Linked DNA regions of Mus musculus: all the other regions are linked to region 1. The links are chromatin contacts, called in public HiChIP or PLAC-seq and promoter capture Hi-C maps. All regions are on one chromosome and are shown on one strand. Each heading gives the region's core, a stretch centred on a gene start, on an enhancer-like site or on the middle of the called end of the contact. The rest is flanking DNA. Distances are from core to core; before and after follow the strand shown. Region 1 holds the start of D11Wsu47e (DNA segment, Chr 11, Wayne State University 47, expressed). Region 2 overlaps Gm31724 (a long non-coding RNA gene). Region 3 holds the start of 1700012H19Rik (RIKEN cDNA 1700012H19 gene). Region 4 overlaps Gm39472 (a long non-coding RNA gene). Region 5 overlaps 2610035D17Rik (RIKEN cDNA 2610035D17 gene).

Evidence for each region. Promoter capture Hi-C pulls out the DNA fragments that hold promoters and counts their contacts. HiChIP or PLAC-seq counts read pairs in DNA pulled down with a chosen protein or histone mark.
Region 2: a contact with region 1 is called in an H3K27ac HiChIP or PLAC-seq map of embryonic stem cells, with 4 times the contacts expected there. The contact joins the enhancer-like site here to the promoter of D11Wsu47e in region 1. A contact is called at or near these places in 6 of 39 promoter capture datasets (cranial neural crest, embryonic stem cells, hippocampal neurons and 2 more), 4 of 115 datasets of contacts at active chromatin or transcription factors (bone marrow-derived macrophages, embryonic stem cells and large pre-B cells) and 1 of 9 other capture datasets (embryonic stem cells).
Region 3: an H3K27ac HiChIP or PLAC-seq map of the NIH/3T3 cell line shows a contact between it and region 1, with 4 times the contacts expected there. The contact joins the promoter of 1700012H19Rik here to the promoter of D11Wsu47e in region 1. A contact is called at or near these places in 1 of 39 promoter capture datasets (the 3T3-L1 cell line) and 4 of 115 datasets of contacts at active chromatin or transcription factors (the NIH/3T3 cell line, embryonic stem cells and pancreatic cancer cells).
Region 4: an H3K4me3 HiChIP or PLAC-seq map of the SCID.adh cell line shows a contact between it and region 1, with 6 times the contacts expected there. The contact joins the enhancer-like site here to the promoter of D11Wsu47e in region 1. A contact is called at or near these places in 5 of 39 promoter capture datasets (embryonic stem cells, frontonasal cranial neural crest, hippocampal neurons and 2 more) and 5 of 115 datasets of contacts at active chromatin or transcription factors (the SCID.adh cell line, bone marrow-derived macrophages, embryonic stem cells and 2 more).
Region 5: a promoter capture Hi-C map of liver shows a contact between it and region 1, with 2.7 times the contacts expected there. The contact joins the enhancer-like site here to the promoter of D11Wsu47e in region 1. A contact is called at or near these places in 3 of 39 promoter capture datasets (hippocampal neurons and liver), 2 of 115 datasets of contacts at active chromatin or transcription factors (bone marrow-derived dendritic cells and bone marrow-derived macrophages) and 1 of 9 other capture datasets (pancreatic islet).

What each region holds. Positions count from the first base shown.
Region 1 is chr11:113,681,100-113,686,904 of GRCm38.p6, forward strand. It overlaps D11Wsu47e (DNA segment, Chr 11, Wayne State University 47, expressed), which reads left to right and starts at 3,335. Exons shown (of 5, transcript NM_001361593.1): 1 at 3,335-3,612. Fam104a (family with sequence similarity 104, member A) reads right to left here and starts at 3,052. Exons shown (of 3, transcript NM_138598.5): 1 at 2,763-3,052. The coding sequence starts at 2,986.
Region 2 is chr11:114,565,120-114,570,924 of GRCm38.p6, forward strand. All of the region lies in intron 1 of Gm31724 (a long non-coding RNA gene), which reads right to left. Among named protein-coding and RNA genes, the nearest start is that of Gm31724, 44 kb to the right of the region's middle. Within about 2 kb of position 3,457, at least 33 of the 459 cell types and tissues checked have an H3K27ac peak or open chromatin away from gene starts, as enhancers often do. A contact at or near this core is called in bone marrow-derived macrophages and embryonic stem cells, where this site is marked.
Region 3 is chr11:112,821,492-112,827,296 of GRCm38.p6, forward strand. 1700012H19Rik (RIKEN cDNA 1700012H19 gene) reads right to left here and starts at 3,637. Exons shown (of 2, transcript NR_130164.1): 1 at 3,422-3,637; 2 at 1,474-1,662.
Region 4 is chr11:114,498,763-114,504,567 of GRCm38.p6, forward strand. Gm39472 (a long non-coding RNA gene) reads left to right here. Exons shown (of 3, transcript XR_880307.1): 2 at 2,736-2,980; 3 at 4,762-5,463. Among named protein-coding and RNA genes, the nearest start is that of Gm39472, 12 kb to the left of the region's middle. Within about 2 kb of position 3,654, at least 58 of the 459 cell types and tissues checked have an H3K27ac peak or open chromatin away from gene starts, as enhancers often do. A contact at or near this core is called in the SCID.adh cell line and trophoblast stem cells, where this site is marked.
Region 5 is chr11:113,145,807-113,151,611 of GRCm38.p6, forward strand. All of the region lies in intron 1 of 2610035D17Rik (RIKEN cDNA 2610035D17 gene), which reads right to left. All of the region lies in intron 1 of LOC115487747 (a long non-coding RNA gene), which reads right to left. Among named protein-coding and RNA genes, the nearest start is that of Gm39467, 14 kb to the left of the region's middle. Within about 2 kb of position 2,300, at least 32 of the 459 cell types and tissues checked have an H3K27ac peak or open chromatin away from gene starts, as enhancers often do. A contact at or near this core is called in liver and pancreatic islet, where this site is marked.

The DNA of each region.
Region 1 (5,805 bases), core at 2,085-4,584:
CACACTGGCACCTCAACTTTTATCTTATCAGCATGACAACAGCTGGCTATGCTTGGGGCTGCTGAGTCACTGCAACCAAACTTTATGAGGCTGACCAAAACTTGCCATCTCCTCATCTGTAACAGGGCATTTTCCTCCCAGTACCAATAGCAGCACTGGGCTGTTCTACTGTTGTCATCTGCCTCTGGGCAAGTCATGTAAGATCTGTCAGTTTCTCAGTGTATAAGCACCATCTCTCGGGCCTCTTTTCAGTGGTCAGGAGCTAAGAATGAGCTCTACTAGGCTCCATGTTTGTTGTTCTTAGTTTTCATTATTAAATGCCTCCCTAGAACACTCAGCTTTCGATACCCTTATTAATAATTGACAAGATCACAAGTTTACAGTCGGTTCACTGTCTTTCTAGGCACCTCCTTTCCACTTAGGGAAAAACAATTGCTAGATCTATCACCCCCAGAATGGCTGGCTCCATCACTTTTCATATCTCACTTCTGTCCTATTTTCCTGGTCCTCTTCAAAGAACCTTAGGCAGACTTAAATAGAAAGTACAACAACTGGTTTTCATTTTATTATAAAAGGTCTCACCAGGTAGCCTGGATGGCCTGGAACTGGCTATACAAAACAAGTTAGCCATGAACTCGGATCCTCTGCCTCTTGAGGGCTGGGGTTAAAGACAAGCACAATCATAGTCCATCTCAAATGCTTCTTACTATAGGTGTCTCTCTCCCAATTCATATGTAGACGCTAAGGATCTGTGATAAGGCATACTTCCTTACCATACAACCACCCTTCTACAGTGTTCTCAGTCTACTGAGAAAGTCTGACACCAGAGGGGGCCAAGCTAGCTCATGGGTGATGAGAAAGAATAAAAAAATAAATAAATAAAAATTAGGCAAGAAAGGTCTGTCCTTGATAACTGGTTTTTAAAGAAGTCACCAGAAAGAGGGGGAAAAAAAGTCACCAAAATATATAAACACACTAAGATTTCTATAAGTATATTAGATAAAAAGAATCTGTAATCAGCACAAACTTACACTACTTGTCTGCAGCACTAGATTTAAAAAAATCTGTTAGTGACAGAAAATGCTGAGGGCTGTCACATGAGGGAGACATTCCAAAAGAATCTAAAAGATGGCAGTCAGCTCAGGCTTGCTGCATCTAAAGGTCACAGCCCTAACTCTAATGGTGTGACTGTAACTGGTCCATAATTCCAACTTGACCTAATTTGAACCTTCCAATGATTTCTAATAACTGGCAAGATTATGGCTTCATTCTATCTGTACAATCAGTAAGATTAAACCTTTTGGAGTACATTAATGCCATGGACCAGATTATAATTCTGGCAAGCACCTTCTAATTTCCAATTTAGTTTGATCATTTTTTTTTTGACACAAGTACAGGCTTTCTACTACAATTACTATAGAACCAAAATCAGTCACTCAATTCAGTCTAGGGACCTTAAAATTCTCACCACTGGATCAAGTCATCTCAGAATGTTGGGGAACCCCAGTCCCATGAAATAACTGTTTCAGGGAGAAGCCTTGCAAAACAATGATTACATTCATAACCAAAGAATGCAAGGAACAAGACTCAGGGCTGAGGAGATGGCCCAGCCACGGAAGACCCCTGTTAGTCCTACAGAGGACTGGGGTTTTGTTCCCAGCCCTCCTCTGAGTCTACGTTGACACTAGACACGCACGTCGTGATGTACATACATATACACAGGCAAACCACTCATACACATAAAATAAAATAAGTAAAATCATTTATGAGAGAAAATAAAAAAGCAAGCCTACGATCCACCTTCTTTAAGCCTGAGACGACTACGGAATAAAGAGCCGCGAGCCTGAATAGACTTAGATAAATAAATGAGTCTCTCTAAATCCGTTCTCTGTTCTCCACCAGAGAAATGAAAAAGTACAACTTAGCGTAGATGTAGATAGATCGTCAAGCATCTTATTAGGAGACTTTCCAGTAAGAAATAAAGCCAGCCTTCTTCATTCTGAGGTAAGGCGTCCCAACTTACTTCTTCCCAGACGGAAAATAAGGAGAAAAGAAACTTCATCTGGATCGGGCCTAAAGCCCCGAGGGGCCGCCCGCCTAGTGAGGGTTGAGAGTAACTCGTGGTGTTAGCCACCTCCCTGCTCCCAGCCAACTGGCCCCTCATCCAAACTGTTTAGAATCCTGCCTGCTAATGCTACAACCGAGAGTGGGTCACCACCCACCCGGGTCCATCAGATGAGGGAGGGCACAGCGCTGCGGTCTGCCCTAAGCCCTCCCAGCTGCAGGGGTTAAGCCCAACCCCCGCCTTTCTCCTGACCTTGGGGCGCCAGCAGCTCCCCGCCCCCGAAGCATCCCGTCCCCTCTCCGAGGCGCCTCGCTCGAAGGGAGCCATCTCTTCCAGATCGGCCATCCCTCCCATCCCCCTACCACCACCGCCCGCCTCAATTTAGGAAGGACCACACCGTCCGTCTCGTCGGGCCGAACAAACCTCATTCCGAAGCGGAAAGGGCAGAAGACGAAGAAAACAAGGAAAAGACGGAGAAGGGGCAGCCCTGGATTCCAGAGCGTCGCCTCCCTGGCTGCCCACGGGGTCCAAGTGTCAGAGGCGGCGCCACCTTCTCCCCTCCGCCTCCTCCGACCGCAGAGCAGCGCAGCCCAGAGCCTCGCACCACCACCCCGCCGGCTCCGTCCGCCCCTCGGCTCCAGAGCGCACATCCTCGGCCGAGGGGCCGCGGAGAAAGCGGGTTCCCCCCTTCCCTCACCTGGGGCGGAGGCGCTCGCTCATGGCAGCTGGTGAAGGCGAGCGACGCGGCGCCGCCCCGCGCCGACAGCGAACAGTCGGAGCTGTGTCCCGGCGCCCGCCACGCCCACCCGCACGGGTCTGAGCTCTGACCGCCGCCGCGCGGGTGGTTGCTGCGGGCGCTGAGTCCCCCTCGGGCCGACCCGGACCACAGCCACTTCCGGTGTCGCCTCCGCGCCTCCCCATGTCGCAGGCGCCGTGGTACTGTCCTCCTGCGGCTGCGCGGAGGCGGGACGCCGGCCGCGCTTTCCCATCACCGCGCACGCAGGAAGAGGCGGGTCCCAGAGGGAAGACTGACCGGGAACTTCCAGGACCCCCGTTTAGGTGTCCGGGGCAGCCGCCTGTTCAAAAACAAAACAGGACACGACGTAAAAGTCAAGCCAGATTTTAGATAAATTACATTATTTGACGATCATTGATACTTGTCTCTGCGTTAAGCCTCTCTAAGGTGAAAATTTTAAAAAGAACCAGACGAGCTCCATCAGGCACAGACGCGGACGGCCACAGGCTCAGGGGTCCTCTGGTTGGGAAGGTGTTGGTGGGCTCCGGGTTCTAAGAGTGTGCGGCGTGGAACTTCGCGTCTCCGAACGGTGCGGAGCCCGTTCCATGGAGTAGCTAAGGGCTGGGCTATTTTTCCGCGACCTTTGTTGCAGGTCAAGAGAGGAGTGCGGAACAGGCGAACGGGATAACGGAGTTCCGTACCGGGAAGGGCCACGCCCACCTGCTGGAAGAGGCCGGACCGAGAGGTGTGGGGGAGACCGGCAGGCGTGGGAACGCGGCGGTGTGGACGGAGCTGCCTCGCGGCTGGCGAGGTGAGCTTGATCAGTGGCGAATCGCGAGGTCCCTGCCCGCCGTGAGTTGCGCACACCTGTCATCCCCATTCTTGGGAGGAGAAGCTGCAAGACCAGGAGGTCAGAATCATCCTCGACTGTGTAACAAGTTCGAAGCCAGCCTGGGCTACTTGAGACCTTGTCTCCCATGTGATCTCACCACCACCACCAGAATACGTGTACTCTAAGACTTGGGGAAGTCTTAACTTTGGTTGTCAGACGCATTCCCTTTTCTCTGTCAGGAGCATAATCCAGTTCTTTGTCTAGGACTCAGTACTATCAGCTCCCCACCTTACACAAACTGATATTCAGAGTTTCTGCCAAACGTGAACAGTGATCCATAAGCATGGGGGTCTTTAGGAGAGTCGACAAGAGGTCAGGCAGGAAAACGAAACCCCTGTTAAAGTGTAGGGTGTAGAGTCTGGCGTAGTAATGCACGCCTTTTAATCCCACTACTCAGGAGGCAGAGCAAGCTGATCTATGTGAGTTCAAGGCCATCCTGGTCTACCTAGTGAGAGTTCCAGGGAAGACAAGGCTACCAGGTAAGACCCCATCATCTCAAAAAAGTCTACCGTTAAAACTGGAAAGTCCAACCGGGCGGCGGTGGCGCGCGCCTTTAATCCCAACACTTGGGAGGCAGAGGCAGGCGGATTTCTGAGGTCAAGGCCAGCCTGGTCTACGGAGTGAGTTCCAGGACAGCCAGGGCTACACAGAGAAACCCTGTCTCCAAAACAAAACAAACAAAAAAACTGGAAAGCCCATGTATTGTCTTTGTCGTGTGCCCTTCAGTGCGGCAGTGCATTCTCACTAACAGAAGACTTATGGTGCACTCGGTGGGAAACAGTTTGGGTGTGCCTTTTATGAACGATAAAGTAATGGTTGCTTTAAACAAATGGATTTTTATCTTGTAAAGTGGTTTCAGACTCAGGGTTTGGGGGGTTTGTTTGTTTTTTATTTTTTTTAATCTATTTACTGGCCAGGAGGTATTTTCAGTCACGGTATTAAATAGTTATAGTAAACATGTTTATTCGTTCAACAAATGTCACATACCAGCGTCAGTGGTAGAGGTGTGTCTGCGTGGGCATTGATGGAGAGACAATCTCCCTGTGTAGTCCAGGCTGCCATTAAACCACCTTAGCTTCCTCAGAGCATTCAGGGGTACACAATATGCTTTGTGGTAGTAGATTTTGAGAATGGAGTCATCCCCAGGAGAGATGGTTCCTGGCCTTTGGAATTTTAAAGATGTAGTAATAGCTCACAGGCGAGCTTTGTAATTCAACCCTCTCCTTTCCCAACTCCAGAGAATAACAAGAGATAGATATAGTGTGTAATGTACTTTTTTTTTTTTTTGGTTTTTTTTGGGGGGTTTTTTGAAACAGGGTTCTGTCCTGGAACTCACTCTGTAGACCAGGCTGGCCTCGAACTCAGAAATCCTCCTATGATTATATATCCATATACATATGAATAATCAATTATATTACAATTTATAACTTAAAAATGGAGATCATACCCATCTGTTTATTGGTTTTGTTTTGTTTTGTTTTGTCTTTTTGAGACAGGGTTTCTCTGTATAGCCCTGGCTGTCCTGGAACTCACTCTGTAGACCAGGCTGGCCTCGAACTCAGAAATCCGCCTGCCTCTGCCTCCTGAGTGCTGCGATTAAAGGCGTGCACCACCACGCCCGGCTCATTGTTATTTGTGTGTGTGTGTGTGTGTGTGTGTGTTGCTATATTAATCTGAGCAGAGATTCAGATTCATTTCTCCTGAATGAGGGGAAACCCTCCTTTATTTATTTATTTATTTAGGAGACAGGATCTCATAAATCTCAGGCTAGTCTACTGACCTGGCCATCCTGTCTCTACTTCAGGGTGCTGGAATTGTGAATGTCTACCATACCACAGTATCGGGTTTTATGCAGTGCTGGGGATGGAACCCAGGTCTTCGTGCTTGCCAGGTCGACTGAGCCACATCCCCAGCTGATAAGAGTTCTCCTGAGTCCTTACACCCCAGTGAATCTCGCTTGTGTAACTTTAGAAACGTTCAAACCAGTTTTTGCACCCCCATGGATGTCATACTTCCTTGTTCCAGCCTTAAAGAGCAGGGTCAAGAAGAGTGGGTGTGATTTATTGAAGAATTCCTGAAAATGGGAGGGGCTCTGAGGGAGGAATGCCCACC
Region 2 (5,805 bases), core at 2,207-4,706, 880 kb after region 1:
CTCCAGAGAACCTGATGCCCTCTTCTGGCCGCTGTTGGTACTGCATGCAGCGGTCATGCACATAGGCATGTATCAAAATAAAATTAATTTTAAAATATAAAAGGACAGGTTCTAGGCCAGGCATGGTAGCCCAGGGTTCAGGATGTGAGTCTGAGGCTATCCTGAGCTACACAGTGAGATACTGTAATCCAGGGAGGATGGGAAAGCTACCTGCTCCCTGCCTGGGTGGGGATGAAACATGGGGCTTTCCCATATGCTAGACAAGTGCGCTGCCACCAAGTACAGCCCTACCCATGAGCGGTTTATTAGAACAAGCAGAACATCACAGATATGAGAGCAGAGACCTGCCGGACGGGGCAGGGCAGGAGGCTTGCCATGGAGGGGGCAGAACAAATGGCTCCAGAAGTAGCTGCAACTCTGTCTTGCTAAGCAATGAGAACTCTGTTTCCTACCAACCACAGGGGATGCCTGGGATAAGACAAGCATTACAGTCTGGTGTGGGGAGAGAATTTACCTGCAAACCCTCCTTACTGGTTAGTGAGAGTGAAAGAGTAGTAAACTCAATGCTCCAAGGTATGCTAATCATAAAACAGATAGCGACATTCCTTCCTCCACCCACCTGCTTCCTGGGTTCAAAGAGTGTTCATTCAAAGAAAGTCACCCTGACCCACCCTGACCATTGCTGGAACCCACTATGCAAAGGTGCTATTGCTAGGGGCTCTTAGATTGTTAGGGGCTCTTAGAAACTGTCTTGAGGGGGCTGGTGAGATGGCTCAGTGGGTAAGAGCACCCGACTGCTCTTCCGAAGGTCCAGAGTTCAAATCCCAGCAACCACATGGTGGCTCACAACCATCTGTAACGAAATCTGACGCCCTCTTCTGGTGTGTCTGAAGACAGCTACAGTGTACTTACATGTAATAAATAAATAAATCTTTAAAAAAAAAAAAAAGAAAGAAAGAAAGAAACTGTCTTGAGAGATAACCTGACACTTGTGACTTTGTACTTCCTTGTGACTCTTAACTGGTATTTTTGGTATTTTCCAACAACGCCCTTCCCACCTCCTTGAGTTGTGGTTCCTTCCTTTAAATACCCCCTTAATCAGCTACTCGGGGCGCCACAGTCCTCTACCCCTGCGTGGTGTATGACCGTGGGCCCGAGAGCGCTCTTGAATAAAAATCCTCTTGCAATTTGCAGCAAGACCGTTTCTCGTTGGTAATTTTGGGGTGTCGCCTCTCCTGAGTCAGAACGTGGGGGAGTCTTCACGTTGTGGGTCTTTCAAGAGCACACACACACATCCTCAGGGGGTGGACAGTGAGAGGGAAACATAATAATACAACTCTGAGATCTAGAGAAGGGAGGGCGGAAGTGACAGATCCTTGCTTTAGAAAAGTCATAGAGCCACGTGTGATGATGATTCTGCCTGCAGTCCCAGCCACTCAGGAAGCTGAAGCAGGGGGATTGCAAGTTGGAGGGTCAGCCTGAACCACATGGAAGGAGGAATGGGGAGGGGAAGGGAGAGGGGGAAGAAGAGGAGGAGAAGGAGGAGAGGGAGGGGCAGGGGGAAGGGAAGGGAAGAAAGAAGGAAGAAAGAATTCAGAGTTAAAAGAGTGCCCCCCCCCCAAGGAAAAAGGTACCAGACAGACACACACACCCCACCCCCAACATCTGGCTGGCAGCAAGTTATTTTTCTTTGGGACCTGTTGTGGGGATGGGGGACCTGGCAGGGCATTGCTGCATGGAAGGGGTGAGAGAGAAACGTGTTACAGTATACAAAGTGCCCCCCCCCCCCAGTAACAAAGAGTTCTCTGCTGTGTAGAGGATGACAGGGGCCTCTCAGTGGCCTTAAAAGGAAGACTAGCCTGTAGGAGCCACTCCTGGGACTGAAGGACACAGAGTCAGTTAACAGTGGCCATCTCCACGGGTGGACTGTGGGCAACGGGTTGGGACCCACTTGATCTCTGTGGGTGGTCATCACAGAAAACGGCAATTAGCTGGTCTAGGCAGAGAAGGGGAAGGAACAGAGTCCAAGGCTTCTCCTGGGTCTTCCTGCGGGAATAAAAATGATAGGCAGGACGGGTGGGTGGTCCCAGAACACGGGGAGCAGGGACAGGAGGGAGGGGCCTATTGCCGTCCTCACAACCTCCTCAGGGTTCCACATCAGAAAGAGATGGGTTTTTTTCAAGGCACTGGTAGCCAGAGGGGGATTGGAGATGCTAATTTCATTTCATTAGATCCCAGCAGCTTTGGATTACAGCAGGCAGGAGGGAGGAAGCAGAGCTGATGTGTTTTAAAAAGCTGCAGTTTTGCGCTGTTTTTAATTTAATGCTGCCGGTAAAAGATGCCGCCTTGGAGTCGCTAATGATGCTCGTGAATTATTTTGGTTGATTTACACACCCCTCCGACTTTAAATAACGAGGGAGGAAGGAGCGTGGGGTCCCCCCTGGAGCTGTGAACCTGCAGCTGAGAGTGGATGTTGCCAAGGCTGGGGCTGGGGCCTCCTTATGCCCAGTCCTACCTCCACCCCCTCTCGCCCCTCCCCCACCCCCACCCATCACACCTCTCCTTGGTATTTCTCTTCTGGATACGAACTTGGATCGCCATTCTCCTTCAATCTTCTCATCTCCATTTCGTGTGGTACCTACTGGCCCTTGCCGAATATCGACAATGACAAGTATATTAGGAGTCCTTTCTGTGTGTCACATCTGGGGCAAGGCTCTTGACCTACACAAACGCCAGTCGCTCTCCTGTATGCTGAGAACTGATGCGATTTTTCCCCCTGAGTCCCCAAAAGGAAAATGAGAGGTTACGGAGCTTGCTGCAGGTCATCCAGCCAGGAAATGACAGACACTGCAGGGCAGCAAGCCTCTCTTGTTTGGCTCAGTCTGGTACCTGCAGAGGGTGGGGGTGGGGAGCCGGGTACAATAAGTAAGCAAATGAGCTTAAGTGTAGAGTCAAGCTACCTCCATGAAACCCGCTACTCTGCTTCCCAAACTTCAGCTGAAACTGCAGCTGTCTCCAGGGTGTCTGAGTTGGCCAGCAAGGCTAGGACCAAAGGCAGTCAAGACAGCAAGCCTCTTCTGACCCCTGAATCCTAGGGCATCCAGTCAGCCACCATGGCTAACCCCAGGGCACCCGGCAGGGATGTGACCAGGAGACTGTGTTCTAGAAAACCCAAGCTTGGTGGTCAGAGCGAGGACCAGAGAAAAGCGTCCATTTATCTTGATTCCCGGCTTGTCTCCACCAGGGAAAATGTCTCCTGTCCTCCCATGCCCCTTTCCTTCTCCTTCCTTTCAAAATGAAATTAGAGGCAGCCGGTAAAAGCATTAAGCCCCGTCCGGATTTTCCTTCCCCATCCATCATACTGGGGCCTGAGCCTCAGAGCCGCAGCCTGGGATCGAGGGTCTTTCTAGCGATGGCAGCAGGTGAGGGGTACGGGCAAGGAAGGAGACAGAGAGGCCATGTCCTCTCCATCTCCAGGGAGGCGAGGCAGCTGCATTCCAGCTCCGCACAGCAGGAGGCTGGGCCAAGACAATCAGAGCAGCAGCCTGAATCAGGAGGAGAAAACTCCAGCCCCCAGGAAGGAAGCTGTGACTGGCTTGGTAAAGGGGAAGAAAAAAAATCAGAGTCTATGCAATAATGCAAAGATTTCCCTCGCCGGCTCTTGATTACCTGATTCTTGGGACAAGAAGGAAGTTGTGAAGGTGGAAGGTTCAAATCTCAGCTCTTATGCTAGGAGGTAGTGGCACGCCTTTAATCCCAGCACTGGGGAGGCAAGACAAGCAGATCTCTGAGCTCAAGGCCAGCCTTATCTACAGAGCAAGTTCGAGGACAGCCAGGACTATACAGAGAAACTCTATTTCAAAGGGGAAAAAAAATCCCAGTTCTGCTTCATGTGTGACCTCAGGCAGTCCCTGGGTTGCTGCTGCTGCTGCTTCTGCTTCTGCTTCTTCTTCTGCTTCTTCTGCTTCTTCTGCTTCTTCTTCTGCTTCTTCTGCTTCTTCTGCTTCTTCTTCTGCTTCTTCTGCTTCTTCTTCTGCTTCTTCTTCTGCTTCTTCTTCTGCTTCTTCTTCTTTTTAAGATTTATTTATTATTATACATAAGTATGCTGTAGCTGACTTCAGACGCACCAGAAGAGGGTGTCAGATCTCATTGTGGGTGGTTGTGAGCCACCATGTGGTTGCTGGGATTTGAACTCAGGACCTTTTTTTTTTTCCAGAGCTGAGGACCGAACCCAGGGCCTTGCGCTTGCTAGGCAAGTGCTCTACCACTGAGCTAAATCCCCAACCTCAACTCAGGACCTTTTTAAGAGCAGTCAGGGCTCTTAACCACTGAGCCATCTCTCCAGCCCCACTGGGCTTCTTCTAACTACATTTATTTGATGTAAAACAGACTCAGCAGAGAGCAAGCAGCATTGTCCAACAGAGTGACCAGGTCAGCTGTGTGCCCCAGTACAAAATGTAAATGCAGACCCTTGCTCAGAAGTGTTATTAAGAATCCCATATGTCCTAGGGGATCCATGAAACTAACCCTGGCACCAGGGAGCTAGAAACAAGAAGATCAGAAGTTCAAGTTCATTCTCAGATGTATATCTTGTATAATAAGGCTAGCCTGGGCTACATGAGACCCTACCTCAGAGGGTAAAGAATTTCAGGGTGAGCCAAAGGAATGACAGCTCCTGCTTATATCTCCAGCTCTCAGTAGGCAGTGGACTGAGGCCAGCCTAGTCTACCTAAAGAGTCCTAAGCTAGCCAGGGACATAGTAAGACTGTCTGGGGGCTGGAGGGTGGGGGAATAATGTCTTAGTCACTGATTTACATCTCTGAAGAGACACCTTGGCCAAGACAACTTCCCCCCCCCCCCCCCCCAAGCAGGGTTTCTCTGTGTAGCTAGCCCTGGCTGTCCTGGAACTCACTTTGTAGACCAGGCTGGCCTCGAACTCAGAAATCCGCCTGCCTCTGCCTCCCGAGTGCTGGAATTAAAGGTGTGCACCACCACGCCCAGCTCCCAAGGCAACTCTTATAAAAGAAATCCTTTCATTGGGGCTGGCTTACAGTTTCAGAGATTTAGTCCATTATCATCATAATGGGGAGCAGGGTGGCAAACAGGCAGGCAGACAAGGTCCTGAAGACGTACCCAAGAACTACATCCTGACCCAGTGGCCCAGAGAGATTCTGGGCTTGGCATGGTATTTTGAAACCTCAAAGCCCACCCCTAATGACCTCATACATCCTCCAACATGGCCACGCCTCCTAATCCTTTTCAAGCAGTACCACTCCCTGATGACCAAGCATTCAAACACATGAGCCTATGAAGGCTATTCGTATTCAGATCACCACAAATAATAATAATTTCAGGATGGCAGTGGGAGGACACTAAGCCAAGCAGGCCACCACAAGAGCTATGTGCCTGCGACACTGACCTTGGGGGGGGTGCTGTTTGCCAAGAAGTGAGCTGGATGAGACTACTCCTTTTGTGGTAGTGTGGAGAGAACAAAAGGCACGGCGGTTCCCTCCCTGTGGGAGAAAGCCGGAGGCACTCGTGAAAGTAGACAAGATGAGAAGCCCACCTCTTCTGTGTCTCTGCCCTGCCTTTACAGCTGCAGCTGAGCCAGGAGAGCTGGGTTTCTGCAAGGGTCTGCTTGCAGGCACAGGGCAGGCAGCCAGGAACTAGAGATTTGGATTCAAAAGTAGTTAGGAGAACTCTGAGGATGTTTGAGGGGTGGGGTCCTGGGATCGCCCAACCGGGAATGTAGCAAGTGCTTAGGTAACTAATGCACCTGCTTAGGACGTGTGTGTGTGTGTGTGT
Region 3 (5,805 bases), core at 2,387-4,886, 860 kb before region 1:
GAAATAAAATATATTTGAATGTAAGTTCTTCACCTTAGAAAACCGTAATCCTGTCTTAATTTTAAGATCTATTTCAGTAAGGCTGAGAGATTTTGCTGACCAACATGTATCACATAGCTTCTACTGAAAGTCAGCAAGTAAACCGAGTGGGTTGGTGGTTGATTCCTAATGCATTTTATGTAAATGATGAAGTCATAAATCAGAATAAGATCATCTGTGGTTGATTAGCAATGTCTGCCGTAGGAATGGTGAAATATTCCTGGTGATTAGCAATGTCTGCAGTGAGCCTTACTATTGGATATGTGCCATGGGTATTACAAAATAAAAGTTGTCACTTTTAAAAAATAGAGTTGTACTGGGTATCTTTGAATGATTCTTTACAATTCTTGAGCTTTCATTTCTATTATCACAGAATACAGAAGGGAGAAGAAAAAAAAAAAAAACTAATGTTTTAGTAGCTGAATGAAGCAATGACCCAAAACAGGGTTTTTAAAGTTTTTATTTATTCTTTGAGAATTTTATACAATTTATTTTGATCATGCCCCCCTTAAACTCCTTCCAGATTTCTTCCTTACCTGCCCACCTACCCAACTTCAAATTCTCTCTCAAAAAAATAAAAACAAAAACATAGTCAGATTCACATTGGCCAAGTCTCCTACGGATCAGGCCTGCCCTGGTGTGGAGGTTTTTTTATTTTGTTTTGTTTTGTTTTGTTTTGTTTTGTTTTGTTTTGTTTTGTTTTCGAGACAGGGTTTCTCTGCGTAGCCCTGGCTGTCCTGGAACTCACTCTGTAGACCAGGCTGGCCTCAATCTCAGAAATCTACCTGCCTCTGCCTCCCATAGTGCTGAGATTAAAGGTGTGCACCACCACTGCCTGGCTGGAATGGAGTTAATATACCCAGTGTCACTCCATTAATGTGTGGGGACCCTGGCTTTCCTCCCCCCAGCAGCCATCAGTTACGATTAACTTCTTGTCAGGGCGGGATTTTGTACCCACTTCCCCTCCTCCACACATCAGTCACTGAAGTCAGTTTTCACCCATACCTGTTAAAGCAGATGTGGAAATCCCCTAGCCGAGACCTGGTCGAGTCCTAGACAGTGTGGTTAACTCTGATTTCTACATGGGAACCTGATTTTACCCTTTTGATTCCCTAACATAATTAGTCAGATTGACCTTCCAGCCACCTACACCTGCCCTTGGCACTACTGCATCAGCGCTGGATCCTGAGGGGCCCTGATCAGTCCCTGAGCTGTAGGACACAAGTTGGAAATTGGGCAAACTCAACATGGGTGGCTTTAGATATGTAGTGGCTGGCTGTGGCAGAGCAGTTCACACTGCCTGAAACAGAGCAAAATGCATCTCTGGACATTGGATAGTGTTTTTTTGTTTTTTTTTTCTCTTGTCTTTAGACATCTCTTCCATTTCCCAGATGTATTAGAGAAAGAGGCAGGGGATTCAGAAACTCCAACCTTGACACTAAAGCTAGGTTTTATTGGCTTCACTTGAGATCAATTGTAGGCTGTTTCCTAGTTCATGTTTTAGAATGGACTTTTGTTGTCCTGGTAAAAGGGGATGCCGAGCATGGGTGCCGTGAAGTTCTCTACTCCTCTTGTCTGGAGTGGAGCTGATTGATGCCCAGAGCTGCTGATGCTGTGCTGTATCTAGAAGGATGAAAACTCAGTAAGTACCTGTCCTGGCTGGTTTTGTGTCAACTTGACACAGCTGGAGTTACCACAGAGAAAGGAGCTTCAGTTGAGGAAATGCCTCCATGAGATCCAACTGTAAGGCATTTTCTCAATTAGTGATCAAGGGGGAAAGGCCCCTTGTGGGTGGTGCCATCTCTGGGCTGGTAGTCTTGGTTCTGTAAGAGAGCAGGCTGAGCAAGCCAGGGGAAGCAAGCCAGTAAAGAACATCCCTCCATGGCCTCTGCATCAGCTCCTGCTTCCTGACCTGTTTAAGTTCCAGTCCTGACTTCCTTGGTGATGAACAGCAGTATGGAAGTGTAAGCTGAATAAACCCTTTCCTCCCCAACTGCTTCTTGGTCATGATGTTTGTGCAGGAATAGAAACCCTGACTAAGACAGTAGCCAAGGAAGGGAGTGCAGAGAAGTCAGGGGGAACATCCTTACAAAGCTAGCCCTGTACCATCAAATACCTTTTTTTCTAGTTATATATATATATATATATATATATATCAGGCTTTCTCTGTGTAACAGATCTGGCTGTCCTGAAACTCACCTTATAGACCAGGCTGGCTTCAAACTCAGAGCTTCCCCTGCCTCTGCCTTGCAAGTGCTGGGTTTAAAGGTGTGCGCCACCACACCCAGCTCTCACAAAGATAATTTTCTTTCGATGATTTATTTTGATTTTTAAAATTATGTGTGTGTGGGTGGTGGTGGGGGTGCCCCACGTGTGTGCAGGTGTCCCTGGATGCTGCCAGAGAGAATCAGGATACCTGGACCTGGAGTTGGCAGTTGTTTAAAGCCCTATCTGATGTAGGCGCTGAGGTCCAAACTCTTCCAGAAGAGGAGCAAGTATTTTTTGAAACGGAGCCATCTCGCTAATCTCCAACAATTAAATTTTAAAACCACCACCACTACCATTCAATTTGTATTATTTGTAGCACATAGTATGTTTTTCTTCTTATTTTTTATTGCATTTATTTATTTAGTGTATGTGTGTGTGTGTCTGTCTGTGTCTCTGTATGTGTTGTGTCTGTGTCTCCGTCTGTGTCTGTGTCACAGGACATGTGCAGCCTAGGTGTCAGCCAAGCCTTTCCAAAGAGTGTTTCCCAAACCTTAGAGACTTGAGTCAGAGACAGCCCATCTGTACACACAACCTCCACCCACCTCCAGCTTCCCCAATAAACAAAGGCACACTGAGTCAGCTCCTGGCACGGGGTTCCTAATCTGAAGGCCGTGCCTCTTGCCCCTCTCTCTGTGCAGCTCACAAGAGCCATCCAGCCAACTACTATGGCTTTAAAATTCAGCATCCTAGTGTTCATAGGCAGTGTCCTTTATTCTTATGACACAGACCCAAAACCTTAGGAAGGACACAGAGTGGACTAGGAGAACCTGTTCTTTTCAAACAGTTACATGGTACTAATTTGTCTTGAGAAGACAGGCCAGGAATCCACAGGGTATCTTTGCATATCCTGGATCACCCAATTAAAACCATCTGTGACCCGTTCTGCCTCATCTTTCCCTACGGGCTTAACAAGAAACTAGCAGGGAGGAGGAACGGGGAGCACTCCTGTGGCTCCTGTCTGTGCCTGGCACTGTGTTGAGGGGTACCTTCCGAAGTAGATTCTCTTTGACCCTCACGAGATGGCATGGGATGATTTTCTCATTGCTCTGAGAAAGTTATCTTACAAAAGCAACTTCAGAAAGGTTTCTTTGGGCTCAGGTTTGAGGGAGACAACCTGTGACGGTGAGGAAGGCGAGATGGCAGGATCTTAGGGTGGCAGGATCTTAGATGGCAGGATCTTCTGGTCCCAGTGTGTAGTTTCTCTTTTTCATTGTGTCCAGGATTTCAGCCCATGGTGCTGCCCATATTTAGATTGGGATTTCCCACCCGAATTTACCCAGTCTAGAGACTCCATCATGGTCATGGTCATGGTCATGGTCATGGTCATGACAACAGGCTGTTTCCTAGGTGATTCTAAACATTCTGTCAGTGTTATTGTTATCAGTGTTAACACAGGAGCCCTACAGTCTAGAGGGCATTATCCCCATTTTTCAGTGGAGGAGGTAATGAAGGCTATGGAAGATGACTCCTCTGGGGCCCACAGTGAGGTATGTAGGATTTTGGTCATAACCTATCCCCAATTCCCAGTCTTCCTTACAATTGTGCTGTGCTGTTACAGAGTCCTGGAACAAGGGCCGAAGTGACATTGCAGCTGGACCACTGAAACAGCTTGCAAACTCCGGTTCATGTGACTCGAGGCCAAGGACTCCAAGATGGAGTGATGAGGAGAAGGAGAGAGCCAGATCTTAGCCTTGCCATTTGGAAGAGGGCTTTGCTAGTCATCCTTTTGGATCCTGCAATTCATCGTCCTGAGTGGATTTGTTGCAAAAGCAAGATCAGGACCAATCTGACATCTACAATGGCATCGTCTCCTACAGGGTCCATGATCTGCCAGTAGGGGATTCTCTGAAGCAATTAGGACAGATGCATTGTACAAGCTTACAGGCATAACACGGCCATCAGGCAAGGACAGCACCTTCAAATGGATACAGGAGAGTAACATATGGATGGAGAAGACACACTGTGAGCTCTCGCAGGCAACTTTTTCACTGTGTCTCTTCCTTCAGGCAACAGAGCCCTGGAACAAAACAGAATCTGGAAAATAGACATTGCATCGAATCTCATGTAGCTTCCAATTGTGCTTAAGCTTGTCTAAGGTGGAGGTTCGGGGAGGAGGAACTGTAAAATAATGTTTGGAACATTCTTCCTAAGATCCATAGCTCCACTTTGACTTCTTCAACATTAAGAGGGATAAAGTCCTGGTTGCTTCTGCTGTGTTCCCAAGGCTCATGAAAGCCAGACACTAGACTCCTGTTGGATCTAAAAGGAAACTCCTAAATAAGTCCACAATGTTACTGGGAAAATGTCTTGAAGGGCCAGTGTTTCTGATTTCTCAGGTACCAGCCATTATCTCAAGATCATCTTTTATTAAGAAATTGTCTCCCCCCACAAAAATAAAAAATTGTCCCCCCCAAAAAGTAGGCGGGGAAATGGATTAGCATGCTGGAAAAAGGCTAGAGGCTGGGAGTAAAAAGCGACAAAGGTTTGGCATAGAGGATTTTGCATCTTATTCCGAAGTTCACATTATATAGCATCTTCCATGGTATGTGACTGCTGATAAATATTCATTGGAAGAAGGAATAACCTAATGTGATGCAAATCACATGCAAAGCAATATGTAAATCAATCCATTCTATGAAGTCAATAGGTGAGGTACCATGCATATTAAAAGTACAGAGGGACAGCTTCTAAAGATCTAGGAGAGGCTCCTAATGCTAGCAGGGACCTTCCAGTCTTTAAAGGACCCATTAGTCAGAGGAGATTCCCCTGTCAAAGAATGACACCAAGCATGAAGCTGCCAAGCAGGGCCAGAGAGCAAAATAGACAGGAGGACAATGGCTGTTCCCTTCATCCCCTTCAAGGCTGATTCCAAACAAGTTCTCCTTCCTGGCCCTCCCACCCTGATCAGATCTGATAGTGATTGGTTGGTCAAGACAGCTGAGTGACAGGGAGGCAGGCTGATCTGCTTGTTTATTAGCCACGCTATTCAAGATGGCTCCTTCAAGCCTCCCAACAAAAGAGCAAGGGACACAGAGACAGAACAGGGGGAAAGTCTGTATGAATTCCCCAGTGTACACACAAGATGTTTATCAGCTTTTGTTTCCTTTGAAAGCTCGCTCCCCTCCACTGTCACAGGCTCACACCAGGACATACATGCTTTGTACAGATCTGCAGACATACAGGAAGTTGAGAGGAGCCCAGAGCAATGAAGATTTGTACTCTACTGTTTCAAGCATCCCCGGGGGGTTGATGTCACAAATTCTCTAGCCCCAGAGAAGGTCACAAATTGTTTCGTATTGGGACTCCGAGCTCTGTTTGCTTTCAGTGCCTCTCAGACCTCCTGACAGGACAGGCGGACATGGAAATAAGTCAAGGGTGACCCTGCTGGTGACCCGTAGCCTCACCAGCCAACTCCTGATTGCAACCTCCTGGCTTCAGTAACAGCCTTTAATTCAGGCCTTCTGGCTTCTCCGAGGCCACAGTTGCAGTTCAGCTGCA
Region 4 (5,805 bases), core at 2,404-4,903, 820 kb after region 1:
TAATCTAGATAAGCGCTTGCAGGCAACACCTAACAGACTCTTGTCTCATGGGTGATTTCAAATCCAGTCAATTTAATATTAACCACCACAGAGACACAACTCAATTGCTCTACATACAACTGGACCGAAGAGCCTGGTCTGAATCAAAGACACTTTTCTCCCCACTGCAAAATGGATCCAAAGTCCTGGGCTCAGACACCACACCAGGCTTTGGCCTTCAGTGAAATCAACAACAATGAAGCTGGTGAGAAATGAGGACTCCAAAGTCAATGTCAAGACCCCAGCATGTGCTGGGGCATTCCAGAGCAGGGGTGGACAGGAAGCAAGACATAAAGGGACAATCAGATGGACTACAGGCACTGGGCTCCTAGATCGCATCTCTGCTGCCAGCTGCTGTTCCCATCCGAAGTTTGGGAGTCTATCGCCAGCCACCTCCTTACCCCCGGGAAGACAGAAGCAATGAGCTGCACTGAAGACAGAGGCACCAAATGTCAGCACAGCCAGTGATGGTAAAAGCATCCCCTGGAGGGATTCCAGGAGATGAGTCCCCGAGGTGGTTCAAACCAAGACATGACAAAATAAATAAGTATAAATACATTGTGTGACATCTGTGATGACGATCAAGATGCCAGGACCTGTCTGCAGACTTCCAAGGCTCTCCTTCCTGACCAGGCCTGGAGGCTCATCCCTGAAGGAGCATGCCCTCCCTAAAGAAGCGTCTTTTCCATCCATCCCTTCCTAGGGGATGAGGGACAGGCACGCTCCAGCAGAGATCGTCCTGGGCCTGGCCACATCTGGCCCTAGCCGAAGCCGGAGGCTGCCCGGGACCATTTTTTTAATTCTTTTGCAATCAGCATTTTCCTCTCTTCATTTGCTGGTTGAATAATACAGCCTGTAAGAAAAGGGCCCTCAGCACAATTCCGGTGCTCGTTTACAATGGAAATAGGAAAAACGGCGAAACACAGGCTGCAAAAAAAAAAAAAAATGCATTTAAAAGAAGATGATTCAATTGGATTTGGCAGCTCTGATATTCAGGACCAGAAGGAGAAAATCTGTCTATGATTTGAACATGTATAATTAAGATGAAAGCCTTAAGTACTGGGTGCATTTCTTAAGATGTCACCGGCTCTGTTGACTCCGGGCGCTCTGATCAGTAGTGCGGAGCGTTTATTTCTGAAATCTGAATAGCTACGAGTGAGTGAGATGCCTTTTATAAAGCCAGCGCCATGGAGCCCAGTCAAACCCTGATACCACACTGCTTATCAACCAGGGTGAAGGCAGCCAGGCTGAGGCGGGGCAAAGAGCCACATGAGGGCCAGCCCTGATCTCCCCTAAGCTGCCCTCATTCCCTAACCTTTGCAGGCAGAGTTGGTTCCTTCCTGTGTCTAAGTCAGGGTTTCTATTCCTGCACAAACATCATGACCAAGAGGCAAGTTGGGGAAGAAAGGGTTTATTCAGCTTACACTTCCACATTGCTGTTCATCACCAAAGGAAGTCAGGACTGGAACTCAAGCAGGTCAGGAAGCAGGAGTTGATGCAGAGGCCATGGAGGGATGTTCCTTACTAGCTTGCTTCCCTTGCCTTGCCTTGCTCAGCTTGCTTTCTTATAGAACCCAAGACTACCAGCCCAGGGATGGCTCCACCCACAATGGGCCCTCCCCGCTTGATCACTAATTGAGAAAATGCCTTACAGCTGGATCTTATGGAGGCTTTTCCTCAAAGGAGGCTCCTTTTTCTGTGAAAACTCCGGCCTGTGTCAAGTTGACACACAAAACCAGACAGTATACTGTGTGGCCTATTTGGATCTTCTTCTGGTGCCGGTGCACCTGCCAGGTCCCCGGGAACCAGTCAATGAGAGTAAAGGGCACGCTTGGCATATGGGATTGTGTACTTTCAAAGAGAAAGCCTGGCACAGTGGCCCCCTCGCTTTCATGATTTCACTTGCTGAGGTGTTAGGTACCCACAGACAACCTGGTCAAAGGATACAAAATCAGGGGCCTGGAGAGGTGGTTAAGAGCACATATAACTCTTTCAGGGGACCCAGTTTCGGTTCCCAGCACCCTTATAGTAGCTCGCAGTCATCTGTTGACTCCAGCATTAGGGGATCCAGTGCTCTCTTCTGGCCTCCACAACTACGAGGCAAGCACACAGAGCACAAAAATGCATGAAGGCAAAAACACTCATACACATAAAATAAAAATAAATTGATTAAAAAAACACTTAAAAAGATATGAAATGGAAAATTCCAGAAAGATTCCCCTTTATAAATTTGAAGTCGTGTGCTGTCTGATTGGCGTGGTAGAATCCCTCCCTGCCCTTCTCCATCTTGCCTGCCACAAGAGTCATCCCTTTTCAGGGTATCCACGCTGTATACGGTACCCTCCCATCATCACTGAGCAGCCATCTCAGCTGTTACGCTGACGCACTGTGGAAGTGCCACTGTGTTGTGCTCAAGTAAGCTTCACGCAGAAGCCTACTGCTACCCCACAATGCAAGCACCATCACTTTGAGTCACGGGCACTATATCATTCACAGCATCCCAAGAAGTGGGTTTGGTAGAGCATAGTAAAGTCTTTTGACTAAGAGAGGCATGTTCACACAACTTATCAAAATATATTATTATGTTCATTGGTTTTTACTGTTATTTTACTGTTGAACTTATTTGGCCTAGTTGTATAAGTGAAACTTTGCCATTAGGTATGAGTGTTGGTCGATAACGATTCTCATTTCGACAGGATGAAGAATCACAAAAGTCTTCAGATATGCCTGGGAGAAAGTATCTAGAGTAAGTTAGCCTCTGGCTATGCCTTCCAGGACCTGTCATGATCCGGTTAATTGGAGCAAGGAGACCCACCCTAAAGGAAGGGGCCACCATTCTAAGATCACCCAGGGCTGGATCTTAGACAACGTAAAAAGAAGAGAGCTGTGGATACAATGTGGCCATCTGCTTCAAACCTGCTACATTGACTTTCCCCGAAAGGTGAGCGCTGTGTTTCCTGGTCATTAAGGGCTCTTCCTCAGGAATCATGAGGCAAAATAAACTCTTCTCTCTAGAACTTGCTTAGGTCATGGTGTTTTATCACAGCAACAGCAAGCACACCAGTTCAATGCTTGAGGTTCTTAATCTGGGCCTAGAGAGCAGGCAGGCTGGGCAGGTCGGGGGAGAGCAGGCAGGCTGGGCAGTGGGGAGAGAGCAGGCAGGCTGGGCAGGTTGGGGGAGAGCAGGCAGGCTGGGCAGTGGGTAGAGAGCAGGCAGGCTGGGCAGGTCGGGGGAGAGCAGGCGGAGCTGGGCAGTGGGGAGAGAGCAGGCAGGCTCGTGTGGCATACACACACAAGTAGGACAGTCTGTGTAAATTCCAACAAGATGCTATCTTTGTGCTCTCCTCTGCCTGCTCTCTCCCCACCTGCCTGCTCCCCCACCTCTGCCCAGCCTGCCTGCTCTCTCCACCTGCCCACCCTGCCTGCTCTCTAGGCCCAGAAGCCCTGATCTCTGCAGTAAACATAGTAAACATGATGCACCTCCCTCTAGCAGCATGAGATGACACAGTGACAGCATAGCAAGCTGCTCACCAGCTTCTCCACAGAGAGTTGGAAGCATCACAGAGATGACTCATCAGTGGACAGAAATGTGGGGCTGGAGTCAGTCACACAATGGCACCTGTCATGTGACTTGCTAGCTCCCGCAGGGAGAGTAGCTGTTCCTGAGACTTGTAGGTGGGAGAGAAAGAGGGGCATTAAAGAGCCACTGTCCTTAGAGGCTGGGCCATCTTGGACTCCAACTGAGATGTTGCCTCTGCCCTGGGATCAGCCAACCTTTTACAGAAGGAGGCAGAATGGAGGAGGAATGTGGATCAGGACATTCAGGAAAGAGCAGGGAAAGCCGGTGCATAGGGGCAGCTGCATAGTCCAGCCCTGCAGACAACCCGTGGACTGCTACTGGCCCCCAGAGCATGCTGGTTCAATGGTGTCCAGCCAGCACCATCCTATGCACACAGCTAGCCCTGCTGCTGTGTCTCAGCCAGATCTCCAAGGCCAGGAGTGCTGCTGCACCATGTAATCTACATATCCCAGCCAGGCCAGATCCTGCACGGAGCGGGTGGGGGGGTGGGGTCACTGAGGGCAGCTGCACTGAGCAGAGGCTGAAGCACACTGGGAATCCTGGGCTGTCTTGAGTGGTTCTCACCCGGACCATGGCTCACACTGCGGTCCTGCACCCTAGGGTGTCATAGCGAATGCAGATGCCTCTGAGCACACCAGCTCCTCCTTTGCCCAGCTGTAGGACCGCAGAGAAGTTGTTAACCTCTCTCAGTCTCTGTGCCATCATCTACAAACAGAAGCAAAGGTTCACTCCTCCGATGCGTGTAAAGAAGCTGGCAGAGCAAAGCCTTATGTCCCTCCCTCCCTTCCTGTCTCTTCCTTTCTTTTCTCTTCTCTTCCTTTTTGCTTCTTTTACATTCATTTCCTTCCTTTCTTCCTTTCCTCTCTCATGCCATCTGCTTTCCTTTCCTCCCTCAAAGCCACTCAAAACGCAGGTCTTGAACAGGTCCTTCTTTGCTGTCATGTGTGGTGAACGGTGCTGTCCTCTGAGGTTGACCACGAAGACTTCTCTGATTCCACCTGACAGAGTCTTGGGGAAGCCCCGCCCCGCCTCCATCGCCCAAAGAGCGGTGAGAAGGAACCTTTAGGACTCTGGGGTAGCAGTGTGAAATGAATGTTCTGGTTTCCTAAGCTTCGTTTCTTGATTTTTACCTTCCAAATCAGGCATAGCTTGTTGGAACCGAAGCAATCGTCAAGAGCTGAAGGAGACAGTAGCCGGGAACCATGGCTCTCTGGGGCACAGAGAGCAGCTTTGGAGACCAGGGAAACATTGTCGAGCACTCCAGACCCATCCAAAAATGGTGAACTGGTCTGACCGGCCTCAGCCTCAGGATGCTGGGAGTGCTTGTCAGCCTGACAGTGTTCTGGGCGAGGGGAGTTTGCAATGCATGCCAGCAGCCAGAAGCAGCTGGGCACCCTTGGCAAATGGGCGATGCCAGGGGTCCACTGTGGCTCCAGGGTGCCCACATCTCCCATCATGTATTCTAGGCAGCCTCCATCTTCAGACCTACCCACTTTGGTAAAGCAAAAGACAGCTGCATGAGAGGAAGGGCCCTCTGATGGTGGAAGCAAGTCCCCTGGGACTTTATCACCCAGGCAGGGAAGGAAGAGAGGAGATACTGGCCCTTTGGTCCATAGCTCTTGGCATCTAACAGAATGGAAAATGTAATAGTTCTAGTTGCAGGCATCTCGTTTTCTTGTTTTGCTTGTTTTTAATCTTTCAAATCAATAAAGTGAATAGAATAGGGGAGAAGTTTTGTTCTGTTTTAAAAGTTGTTGTAATCCCAACACTCAGGAGGCTGAGGCTAAGTCGGGTGTGCTGGCTCAAGCCTTTAGTTCCAGTCCTTGGAAGGTAGAACTCTCAGGTGGATCTCTGTGAGTTCAAGGTCAGTCTGGTCTGCAGAGTGAGTTCTAGGACAACCGGAACTACACAGTGAGATCCTATCTCAAAAAGAGTCTAAGGCTAGGGATCATCAGGATGTCTCAGTGGACTAAAGTGCTAGCTCCTAGCCTGACCAGCTGAGTCCATCCATGGAAAAGAAAACCAAGCCCCACCCCACGGTCCTCTGACCTACACACACACATATATACACACATACATAAACACACACACATATACACACACCGCACACACACATACCACCCACACACCACACATACACACACACACACACACCATACACACACTGCACGCACACACACACACCC
Region 5 (5,805 bases), core at 1,050-3,549, 540 kb before region 1:
TTCCCCAGGAAGATGCTTGACCAAAAGGCCACTGAACACTGGCCAAGAATGGGCGCCACAGCTGGGCAGTGGGCCCCACCCAGAGGGCAGCCCACCCCCTCCCTTTACACCACAAGACACACAGGCCAAGGGCCAATGATCCCCAGGCATGAAACCAAATGAACAAAGAGGTTACACAACTCCGTAATCACATGAGAGCCAAGATGGGACCTGACATCATAAGACCACCAAAGTCTCCCCAGCCTTTAGTGTGAGCTCATAGGATAAATAAACAACCGTGATTAATCAGATTATAAATATATAACAATAAACAGCATAAACATAATAATCAACTTCTCAGAACCATACTTGAGTCCATAAAGTTAGCTTTCTGCCAACATACAAAGGGGCAAGAGGCTCAGGGGGACCTATGAATCCTTTTCTACTTTCTGGAACCCATTGCATGTCACCCAAGATTAATACACCTGTGGCCATGGCCCTGCAAGGTCAGCTTGGTGAAACTGAAACACGAGAGAATGTAAAATGGCTGTGGATTGGGACAAAGTCCAAAGACAGGATGGCAAAAGAAAAATGAGAAAAAAAAGAAAGAAGAAACAGGGCCACTTAGTTGCTGTTTTGGGTAGAAGCAAGACTTCCTCTTTGTCCCAGATCTGAGTCCTGAAAACTACAAATGTGCATCTAATTTAAAGACACGCTGAAGTCCTATGAACTTTCTAGAATTTTCCAAACGCTCAAAAATCATGGCAAACATCAACAGGGTAGAAGTGGAGGGTTCCATACTGATAATTTCTTGAGTCCAGATTTTACTGATAGCCAGTAGGTTGTACATATCCATATCACAGGTACCAGACCCAGTGACTGACTGCTGTTAGTGAACTCACCATGGCCCTGGAGGTGGATCACCCATCTTGTTCTGTGGGTGGAGATACCAACATCACAAAGCCAGGCGACTGTAGAGCCAGGACTCCAACCCCACACCCTAATGTTATACATGACTTTCACATGATATGTCAGGTTTGGAAACAGAACCTGGGAGGACAGTAACTGTGGGAAGAAGGAAAAGAGAGACCTGGCCGTTTCAGCAAATTAGGAATGACCTCGCTGAACACACGGAGGTGGGGGGGGGGACGACTCAGCCATTGACGGTGACACCAGGAGCTCATGCCAGGAATAAGGAGCTGCTGCCAGAGACAAGTTGAGTCACCCACCAGCTCCTACCAGTCGCCACACTGTTCCTTGGAAGACCTGGGTTTTGGAAGGCAAACATGGATGGCAGGACCTTGACGCTATCCTGCTCAGTAAGAGGAACACAGGGCACACAGCGATGCTGTGTGGCAAATCCATGCATGGCACAGACGAACAGTGCGGTGGTTGCTATGGGTGGGGCAGACTACCTGGTGAGGATGGGGACAAGGGCCTGATGGGTGTGCCCTTTCCTTTGGAATGGTATGTGTCTATGTCCAAACCCTTCAAAATTGCGTCTATCAAGTACATGCAACTTTTGCATAGCAATTATAGCTTAAGAAAGGCGACAGTGGTAAGAACTATACTATACTGTGAATGTCCTTATTGCAGCTGAATTATACTGTGCAAAATGGTTAAAACTGTTGATTTGATATTATATGCATTCTGCCACAGCTAAAAAGGAAGCAACTCTCTGTTAAAGAGCCTCTGACCTTGTTCAATCAAGCATGAGACGTATGCATGGAGCCAGGGCTCGGGCTCTGTGACCACTGGGCTCAGAACTGGACGTTCCCCTAAGACCCTCAAGTTTATACAGTCATGTTTAGAGAGAGGGTGGGGCAGGCGGGAGGAAAGGAAGGAGGGCGCCAGCAGCCAGCTGCTGGCCAGGAGCTAGAGCGGCCTCCTGGGCTCAGGCAGCCCGCACCCTGCAGCCCCCTGGCCTCGGCCCACCTGGCAGGCACCATGGCTACTTTCATGAGGCTGGGAGCCCAGTGTCCTTGGTCTGCATTAGAGAGTCAACAACCATTTATCTGGACCAGGCGAACAAGGCGGCGTCAGTGGCAGAACTGACAATATTTAATGACTGGGGGTGGGGACACTTTGTAGGTTGGAGGAAGGCTGGAAGGAAAGGAACCAGAGAGCGTGCTGAGAACTCTGGGGAAATTCTGTGTGGGGGTGGGGGTGGGGGTGGGGAGAGAGATAAAAGGGGCTATAAAGCAATTTTGACAGGTTAACAGACAGGTAATATTCTAGCAGTGTTTACTTAACCAGGCTAGCGCTTCATGCAGCGCAGAGGAAGCTAGGGCACGAGAGCCTGGGCAGCCGAAGCCTGCAGGCAAACAAAGATCCAGTCAGAGAAAACCAAATACAGCCAGGCCCATGCTGGCAGCCCTGTGGCCTCTCCTCCGGCTCGGAAGCCACCCGGAGATGCTTCCGGGACACCCATCTGTGAGCGAACTTCCAGCCTGGTTCTTCCAGGTACCGCCACGTGGAACATAGCCTGGCTTCTAACTGCCTTGTCAGACCACCAGATCCACGTGTCCACCTCAGAGACTCATCTTAGAGGGCCGGACTTTGAGCTAGGTTTCGTGGCCCCGGCCTGTAATCTCAACACTGGTAGACTGAGGTGGGAGGGCTATATATTCAAGGGAGGAATCACATAGGCAACTTGAGGTACACAGCAAGACCCGACCCTGTTATCTAAAAACAAAACTCAAAGTAACACAATAGCTAACTAAGCAAGGTGACATGGCCCCACCAGTGTCCCAGGGCTCAGAATATTTACCATTGATGAAATGCATGTCAGCTCTAAAACTCCAATCTACCTCACCCAGACCCAAAGCCCCATCCCGGTATCTCCTCACTCTTATACACTAGGTAAACTCCAAACTCTGAGCCTCAATATCCACATCTATTGGATAATACAATATCTCTTGCCAGGTTGGTATATTGTTAATGATTATGAATTCATGTCACTGATGCAAATAATGTATAATAATTATGAGGAATAAAATACATGCAGATTAAAGAAATAAATGTGGATTGACGATGGGAGAAACCATATGCATCTTAGATTCCTTCTAGAAGTCTCTGGCACCTAGCGGGATGGTGATGATCTGAATACAGCAATCCCACCTATAGACTTAATCTTGAAAATCTGTGCACATCATTGCATGGCAAGACCTGCCTTCATAGAATAAAGAAAAAAAATCTCCTTACAGGAACCAGAAGAGGTGTTGTGCTGACTGAGGAGCCAGGGAAAAACACCCAAGACACCCTGGTTCTCCGAGGCCCTGGCAGCCCCGCTGAGTAACTGGATATGGCTGGCTCCATGTTCATGTATTTCTCCGAGAACATAAAAGTGTTCAAAGCCATTGAACCAGCACTCGAGGGGTGCCAAGATCATGACTTCATTTCCTACAGGCTTGCCTGCCTCTGTTACAGGACACTATTCTGAGGTTGGATTATATATTTTTAGGTTATTTGGAAAATCATTGTGGCTTTAAATAATAAAATTCTGAGTGACATCTGTCAACCTCAATTACGCTGAGCCTGCTAAGCAGAGTTTTCTTTCTCTCCCCCCTCCCTTTTTTTATTCATTTTTAAAAGTGCAATGAAGTAAGTGTTACCCAGAAAGGTTTGCAAGAGTCTGCAAGGTTGTGTATTAAACACTTTATTGAAACTGGTCCCAAGGGCTTACACTAGAGACTCTGCTACAGGCCTGGGGTGGTACACACAAGGGCTGAACTTGGTAGGAACCAGCAATATCTATGAAAAAACCACAGGGCCATCTGGTCAACCTCTTCATTGTGCCATCAGGGAAGCAGAGACCCAAGGATTCACATTCATAGTTGGCCACAAGGAAACCAGGACACAATATAGGTTTCCCCTAGGCTCTGTTCAGTAGAATTCTCCAAACTATCCTGGAGGCTCATCATTTTCTCCTGTTCCGTTGATGAGGTTCCCAATGGCTATGCCAGTCAGCAATCTCACAGATGCCTCTGTTCATCCCCATGAATCTCTGCCCGTCCTGTTTTATTTTAAAGATTCAATCATTATCCTTACTTTGAAAAGTATGTCTTGATTTTTCATCATTTGAGTCTTACCTTAAAAAGCTGTGATGGTTTGGAAGTTCTATTAGCAACATAAACGGCAAATGTCTGAAAGCAGCCACCATCCTCTTGAGAGGTCAGGGACCCTCCACTCAACATCTCTCCAAAGCCATCCATTACACACACACACACACACACACACACACACACACACACACACACATCCATTCACCACCAACAAGCCTTGAGCATCTAGGATTGTTAGAATTCCCTGTACTAGAGGAAAATATGTATACACAGGAAAGTTGCACCCAAGAGCTTAAAATGAATACCTATGTGTACAAAGAACACACCTGACACAGACAAATACAAATGAAGAGCTGTCAAGAGTCAAATATTGGCTGAAGAGCAGGCTTAGAGATTAAAAACACTTACTGCCCTTGCAGAGAACCCAGTTCATTCCCAGCACCTATGTCAGGAGACTCAAAATTACTTATAACCACTACTCCAGGGAATCTGGTGCCTCAGTCCTCCATGGGCACACACATTCATATGCACACATGCACATAATTAAAAATAAATTAGATCTTTAAAAACATTTGAGAAGTTAAACACAACCTTTCTTGGTAGTCAAGGAAAAGAAAGCTAGATATTTGACAAGAAACCTGAACCCAAAAGCTTACATACAAGAGACCTAGCTACAGGGCTAAGGTGTTATACTCAAAAGCTCAGCAGGAAAGGAAACAGGGAAATCTGTGAAGAATCACAGGGGCATCTGGTCAACCTTTCCATTATACCACCAGAGAAGTAGAGACCAATGGAGCCTCCCCTGATGTAACCATCTGATGACATGATTCCATTTACAATAGAAGGTATAAGCAGAATGTATACAATGTTGGAAATTTTGTTTACCCCTCAATGTGTGTCATACTTCCATGCTTCAATGGTCAGAACAGAAAGAATAGTCACAAGGATTGGCTGAAGATACAAATGAACATCTAAGGAAGTCAGTTCAAAGAAACTATGAGATGAGTAAGTCTGTATAACACAAGTGGTACAGACTAGAAACAAATCCAGGGACTTGAAATGGGACTCCCATCTAGAATGTTCCAGCCTTTGAACTACCCTTCAAGGTAAAGAGCTCCGATCCACAGCAGGATGAGGGTGGTATTGTATACCACATGTTACCAAAGAGCAACGAGAAGAAGCAAGTCAAGGAGACGTCTGTCCAGGGGGTCCAGACGAAGACTGCTATTGTAAGCCGTCTTTCGCTTCTTTAGGAAGGCTTATTACCTGGCACTTTATAATGTTTTAGCTATTATTAATGAGACTTTTATGTTGATTATGAACCCTGCAGATTTACTAAAAGTGTTTATTATATCTAAGAATTTTCTAGTAGCTTCCATCTGGTCTTTTAAGTAAAGACTCAGTTAATTCCTCCTCACATTTTAGATTTTTTTATTCTCTTAAAATAGCTCTTGTCTCTAGATGCATATGTATCAAAAGATGGCCTAGTCAGCCATCACTGGAAAGAGAGGCCCTTTGGACTTGCAAACTTTATATGCCCCAGTACAGGGGAACGCCAGGGCCAAAAAGGGGGAGTAGGGGGGAGGGGATTGGGGGGGTGGGTATGGGGGACTTTTGGGATAGCATTGGAAATGTAAATGAGGAAAATACCTAATTAAAAAAAAATTTTTTTAAATAGTATTTAAGAGTCTTATGTCATTCCAAAAATATATCTTATCCATCACATACAACATTTTCAGAGTCTACTAACTCTGGAAGCGAT